Linked DNA regions of Mus musculus: region 1 is linked to region 2. A link is a contact called in public Micro-C data. All regions are on one chromosome and are shown on one strand. The core of a region is the stretch at or near the end of the contact, and the rest is flanking DNA. Distances in the headings are between cores, read along the strand shown. Region 1 overlaps Exoc3 (exocyst complex component 3). Region 2 has its middle 23 kb from the start of Slc9a3.

The links. Hi-C and Micro-C count contacts between places; a contact is called where the count stands out from the background.
Region 1: a Micro-C map of granulosa cells shows a contact between it and region 2, with 2.4 times the contacts expected there. The contact joins two enhancer-like sites. A contact is called at or near these places in 1 of 15 datasets of contacts at CTCF or cohesin (pro-B cells), 21 of 484 Hi-C or Micro-C datasets (the 63-12 cell line, MC3T3-E1-derived osteoblasts, Sertoli cells and 16 more), 2 of 115 datasets of contacts at active chromatin or transcription factors (the 230-238 cell line and cardiomyocytes) and 2 of 9 other capture datasets (adipose tissue and liver).

What each region holds. Positions count from the first base shown.
Region 1 is chr13:74,181,777-74,185,209 of GRCm38.p6, forward strand. Exoc3 (exocyst complex component 3) reads right to left here. Exons shown (of 13, transcript NM_177333.4): 7 at 2,897-2,997; 8 at 501-611; 9 at 268-418. Among named protein-coding and RNA genes, the nearest start is that of Exoc3, 25 kb to the right of the region's middle. Within about 2 kb of position 1,410, at least 4 of the 459 cell types and tissues checked have an H3K27ac peak or open chromatin away from gene starts, as enhancers often do. A contact at or near this core is called in granulosa cells, where this site is marked.
Region 2 is chr13:74,097,118-74,100,503 of GRCm38.p6, forward strand. It overlaps a transcript of Slc9a3 not described here. Among named protein-coding and RNA genes, the nearest start is that of Slc9a3, 23 kb to the right of the region's middle. Within about 2 kb of position 2,009, at least 8 of the 459 cell types and tissues checked have an H3K27ac peak or open chromatin away from gene starts, as enhancers often do. A contact at or near this core is called in granulosa cells, where this site is marked.

The DNA of each region.
Region 1 (3,433 bases), core at 160-2,659, 84 kb after region 2:
TTTTGTTATTGGTTTCCGCATACTTGATTTATCCTGAACTTTCTACTGTTTGATACCTAATCACTTCCTGGATCCTTTATCTGAATTTGCCTAGAGAGGCAGGCAGACAAGCCTTTGACTGTAGCTTAGTACAGATGCAAGGGAACATGGCAGCTCACATATAGCAGTTACATGAGGCAGGAGGCAGTGTAGTCCATAGAACATGCAACCCTCCAACCCCCGCCCTACCCCATGCTCTAGCCCCAGGGGTGGAGGAGCCAAGCTCACCTCTAGATCCAGGAAGACCTCCTCTAGCAGACTGCTGCAGCCTTCCTTAGCAATGGCGTCTAGAATCCCATCCATGCTTGGCTGACTCAGACACAGGCCCTCCTCTGCTTCAGTTTTTAGGTACTTCCTTTTCAGACTGATGATGGATTCTCTGCAAGGAAACATCAAGGGCTCAGGGAAATAGCTACATGCTTGCATGCTCTCTGTCCCGCTCTGTCTTACACAGCACTTACTTGAAGGTCTGGCAGTTATTGATGATGGCAATCATGTACTGCACATAACAGTGTGGGTGTTGCCGGTTTCTCAGGTGCTCTTCTTTGTAAAGCTGGGCTTCATCTTTGTATCTGAAATCACATTGGGGAATCCCAAAGCTGTCTACAGTGCCAGGTAGATATCATGTCTGTCAGGGAATTCATATCACCACTTTTGGACCAGAGGAGTCTTTAAACATAAGCGTACTTTTGAATAGTCTATATTAATGATAGAGGAGAGTCAATCATGTTAAATGAATTTTAAAAATAATTTTTGTAGCAGGCTTTGAAATATGGTTTGGTATTCTGAGATAAAGATATTGTGAAAAACATAACTATAACTAGGAAAGTATCTCAGTAATTCATGAACAGTTCACCCTACAACTCATAGAACAGGACTAGAGAGATGACTCAGTAGGTAAAGGTACTTGCCACGAAAGCCTGTCCACCTGAGGTAGATCCCCGAAACTCACGTAAAGGTAGAAAGAGAACCAACTGCACAAAGTTGTCCTCTGATTTCACATGTACACCATGGCACAGTACCCACTCCACTCCTCCACAAAACCCTCAAAAGTGTGAGAAACATTATCATATACTTGATAAGATGTCCCTTTTCAAAAACACCATGAAGAAATGAGACAAAAATATAACCAGTCTTGAAATATCTGGAAAACCAACAACTAGAATGCCACTGTTGCATTCTGCATAATTTTTGACACATTAATCTGTTAAACTGTTAATTAGTGAAGAAGATTTACACATTTATTTTGATTTTTCTCATCTGTGGTTCCAGATCAACCACGGAAAAATCCTCTTCATAGAAGATTCCACCTCAAAAATGAAGTGACTGACTAGGAAGTGACCCTGAGAAGTGACCTTGAGATACTTTGGCAATAACCCCATAAATGGGCCGAGGAGCTCAGCTGTAATTCTATGGATGGAATGTGGAGATCAGTTATAACTCTGTGACTGAGAGGAATCAAATCATGTGCTCCCCCAGGTGGGTAGCAGATGGGATTCTAAGGAATGGAGGAGCCTGGTTGGCAACTGAGCTGTCAGAGATATGACATATGACCACTAATGTTGAAGACATGTGTTGGTAAGCAAAAAGAGATCCATGTCAGCCTCTGGAGCAGTTGGTGAAGAGGGGAGAAGCAGCCTTCATGATCCAGAAGCCTACAGACTTAGACTACAGTGACAGACCTGCCAACCTAGCAGTTGAAAGCGTGGGACAGTGAAAGGCAGCCTGTGTTTTGGTTGAGCAAAGCTTAATCTGGAAACCCAGTAGAAAACTCTACAAGGGATTGAACAGTGAGCCACGGTCCCAGACATAGGCGCCCAACACCACAGAGCTCCCAACTCCATAATCCTATAAGTCATGCAGACAATGTCCCAAGCTCCTAGCATTCTGACTAGACTCCACCCTCACAGTTACCTGACAATAGCCAGGTATGCTCCTCCCAACAGTTACCCTGTAACAGCAAGATAGCCCAGCCCACTATAAAAGGGGCTGTTTGGCCCCTCCTCTCTCTTAAGCTCTCACCTCTCTTATTCTCATCTCTAGCTCTCCGTCTCCTCCTCTCTTCCCCCTCCCCCACGTGGCCATGGCCAGTCTCTCTCCTTCTACCTTCTCTCTTTCTCTCAGTCTTTCTACAATAAAGCTCTAAAACCATAGACTGTCTCTGCTCATCGAGGCTTGCTGTGTTGGGGCAACAGAGCAGGCTTTCCTCTAAAGAGCTGTGTCTAACCTCCCTCCAGAAGGCCTTCCTGCACTCCAGCCACGGACCGGACCAAGGGCTCTCACCACGTGGGAACCACCCAGTGCCCCCTCTCCCCCTGCCCTCTTCCTTCGGCCCCGGGCAGGGCTGACTGAGCTGCCAGAGCTCTGGCAGGACTTGGGTTCTCTCCCACCGCTTTATTTCCCTGCAACCCGCTGCCCGACAGAAACCATAAACTCTAACATGAGATGTCAGATATCCACTACATGACTGATGTTGTTGAGGTTATAACAGAATCTAGGACATGGACAGCAACATCTGAGCATCACAGTGATAGAAGGGAGGCACAGAAGGGAGCAATAGTATAAGAGACAGGGCATGTGAGGATGGCCTAGAAGACTTGGGCTGTATGATGGGAGGACAGATCTCATGGGATTCTTTTCTGTAGACTTGAACATCTTTATGTGAACAATTCACAGGAAAAGGCCCAAAGGGAAACAGTATGTTACATGCCCCATCTGATCTTCTTTTTAAATACTTTTTACATTTCTGAACAACAAAGGGGGCTAATCTTTTAATAACAGCATCCTAGAATCAACAAATTTTGCTCTTAATTTAAACACATAATTTGTAATTTAGATTACTGGCAAAAATACATACCTACTTAGGAAAGAATTCATTTGCTGAAGACACAACACTAATACCTTTGTTTTCAAATCTTCACTTATTTGAGCAGCAACTTGAAGATTCTGTTCGAACATCTAAAAATTGAAAAAGGGAGACACAAAAAGAAAACAATAGTATAAAAGAACAGGGCATCAAGAATTGTGAAACAGTCTCACAAGAGCATAGAATAATGTCTCCATTAATAAAATTCTATCTGGGACAACCTTCTCCAAGGTCTGGTTAGTCTGCCTGACTCTTTCTACTTGACACATATTCTCCAACCTGCTAGATCTAGCCTGGAGCCCTTGTCTAGTTCCCTGGCCTAGTCTGGTCACCCCTGTTGCACCTCAAACAACCTCTAGGCATCTCCCATAATCCACTCTGCCTGCTCTTGACTCACAGACCTAACACATAATATCCAACCTCTCACTGAGCCAGATCTATTCTCACACCCCCACCCCAAGCTTGGACCAGGACACATATCCTTCAGAGCAGTCCAGTCACCTTTGTCACATGCTTTTCATTCCTGCC
Region 2 (3,386 bases), core at 759-3,258:
ATCTCCCCACTGCTCTGTGCAGAGGAAACAATAGGAGGAGCCAAGGCTTCTCCACACGTCTGTCTCTGTGGTCCCTGACCCTCACATAAACCCACATGAAATGTGGCTTCAGACACCAGGGTAGCTTTCTGGACTGTGCTATCTCCTGGCTTCTCTGTCAGGGCTCAGAGAGGATGCACTTCTAGGTTCCACGCTGAGGTGGAGGCTCATCTTCTGTCAGTATCTGAGGTCTTGTACTGCTTTTTAACATTACTCAGATGTTGGAGATCTTTCTAGTGCTGTCAAGTTTCTAGGTTAGTGTCAGAGACGGTGGAGAAGCAGAATGGCTCGTGGCTTAGTGTACCAGCACAGCCCCAAGCTGTGGCTCCCTCACGGCTCCTGTTCCTCCAAGGCTAACAAGCACTAGCCTTTCTAAGACCCCCATGGTTCGAGCCTCAGCCCAGGGGCAGGTTAGCACACTCAGATTTGCTCTACCCCCCCCCCCCGCCCCTCGCCCCCAGCTCCACTATAGAATGTGGCAGGACCAGAGACTGGGTTCTCAGTGGTGTGAAGTTCAATCTTGTGCTCATTCCTACCCTAGCCATACTACTCAGGCCTGAAGGGGTCTAAGAGGTGGGGGTCCTCATTTTCTGGTGGCCCAGGAGCCCATCAGAGAGAAGGCTGTCCCCACCACAGGTTATTTCCCCAGTGGCCCAGGCTCAGGCCAATCCAGCAGGTGTCTGGGTTCCTCTGGCCTGTGGCTGTTTCTCACTACTGGTCCTGAAACTGTTTTTACCTTCACATCGTGTGTTGCTATTTTGAGTTTTTGTTCTTGATTTTTAGATCATTGACTTAGTGTGTGTGTGTGTGTGTGTGAATGTGTATATATATATATATATATATATATATATATGTATATATATATATATATATATATGAACTTGTATGGAAGCCAGAAGTAATTCTCTCTCTCTCTCTCTCTCTCTCTCTCTCTCTCTCTCTCTCTCTCTCTCTCTCTCTCTCTCTCTCTCTCTCTCTCTATCTCAGTGTTTGAGGCAGGGTCTCTCAGTGAACCTGGAGATCACTAATTGGCTGGACTGGCTCGTCAGTGAGCTCCAAAGCTGACTCAACCTGAACTCCTGAGTGCTGGGATTACAGGTTCATGCCAGTACAACCTGCTTTCATGTAGGTGCTGAAGATCTGAGCTGAACTACTCATGCCTGCCAAGGCAAGGGATTTACTAAATGAGCCATCTCCCGGATTCCTAGATTTTGGCTCTTTTGAGACACAGTCTTGCTTTGTAGTCCTGGCTGGCCTCAGACTCACTGTATAGTCCAGGCTAACCTCAGACTTGTGGCAATACTCATTCTTCTGACTCCTAGGTGTTGGGATTACAGGAATATGCCAGCATATTAGCCATACCATTTGTTTGAGTCAGAATCAACTATAGCCACAAGTCAGATTTTATGCTCCCCCATGGTCCTGCATGGGTACACACCTAGGAGCCATGCTTAGTCAAACTTGGCCTTTCCCACACATAATTACCTTATATCAAACTGGTAATATAAAAGGATTTGCCCCTGATCACACAGTTCTGTGTGTGTGCAAACCTCTATCGTTGGTGGTGGGCAGTTTTGGAGGGAACTTTAGGGATTCACACCTAAAGGTCAGATTCAGGAGCCTTGTAGTCAGGGATTGTTTCGGAATGGCTGGTCATCTGGGCAGTAGATCTCGCCTCTGTTCCCCAAGCAGATCGGGGATGCAAGCTCTCCCAGAAGCACTACCAGTTCACTCTCCTTGAGGGAAGCAGCATTTCCCTAAGGGTCTCATTTTCTAGGGGTAAGCCACCAACTTCCCCAGCTGCTGCGAATTAGGTAAGACAGGGTCCCTGAAGGCAGAACCCAGTTGCCATACTTGCCCTGTGCCAACAGGAATTGTTGTGCTGATTATTCACGAAATGGCAGTGTGTGGAGGCAGTGTTGTCCCCGGCGGTGCGTTCCACTCATAGAAGTGCAAGGTCACCCAGTGAGATAGCCACACCTCATCTCAGAGCCCACTCCAGTATTTGACTTCTGTAACCTCCCAGGCACCCTAGAAGAGGCTGGGTGCTGAGTTTCGTTTCTATTTATAGTTATCTTGTTCTATGTTGAGGATAATTTTATAACCTGATTGAAATTCCTCTGGGAAGTAGGTAGGGGTGTACACCCTAAATAGATAAGGTGCCCTGTGATTTGGTGAAAGGCAATATTCGTTTATTTCCCCTGTCGTAAAAATGCTCTACAATCTGAGTGAAGCAAGAGTTGACAACCTGGGAGATGCCCCAGAAGGGAGGTGAAGGCAGCACTCGATGATTTGCATATAAAACTCAAAATGGGAGGAGAGTTTATAGGGAGAGTAGAGCAAGGCTAGATACCCCTGCTGCCTGGTTTCCTGTTCTTCCTGTCTTCTTTTGGTGTGTCTAGCCAGTTTCTGCTCAGCCATGTGAAGAATGGACTGGAATCTCAGGGTGAAGGATGCTCAGAGGGCAGCATCCACCTCCCCAGCTGAAGCTCTTACTAATTACCATCGGGCTTAGTCTGTGGTTTCTTTTCCAGAGCCCAGTCTCCTCTTTCCATAATGGAGTCTTCTCCTCCTAGATAAGTAGAGTAGGAGAAAATATGTGAAGACTGGACCTTGCACGAGGACAGGAATGATTGGACGTTTATTCTGGCAAGGGTCACTGGAGCTGCATAGCACTGGGCTGTGGAAGTCACTTTTTTTTTTTTAAATGTAAGAACTAATATAAAGTTCCTCACTCGCCTACATTTTATTTAACAGCTTTACTGAGGGTCAATTGACATACAATCAACCCTATAAAGAATCAATTCTATGTTCTGACATGTGTCTCTACTGGAGAAAATACCACCATAAACAAGATAAGAGATTTTTCCATCACCCATAGGTCCTTGTGTCCCTGAAGTTCCCTCCCTGTTCATGACCCATCTTAGCACAGCCAACCTGGCTCACCCTGAAGGGATAGCCAGTTTTCATCTTCTAGAACTCTTACAGAATTATACACCGTGACTTTTAACCTTTTGTCTTTCTGCCTTCACTCAGAAGAGCTGTTCTGAGACTCAGTTCTGATCTGAGGCACAGCCTTAGTCATGTTCACAGGCTAGTTGTATCCCATTATATAAGTGAACCATAACCTTTCATTATGGTGCTCACTTGAGTTCTTTCCAACTTTGTCATTACTTTAGCCATCCTCACTTTCTTTGATTATGACCAACACAATGTGGTTTTTCTCCAAGACTTTAGTTTTAGCTTAACTTTTTTATTTATACTTAAAAGTTGTGTTTGTTTTTTGTTTTGTTTTGTTATGTTATGTTTTTTAAGAAATAGATAACTGGACCTTAGATGCCCCCACC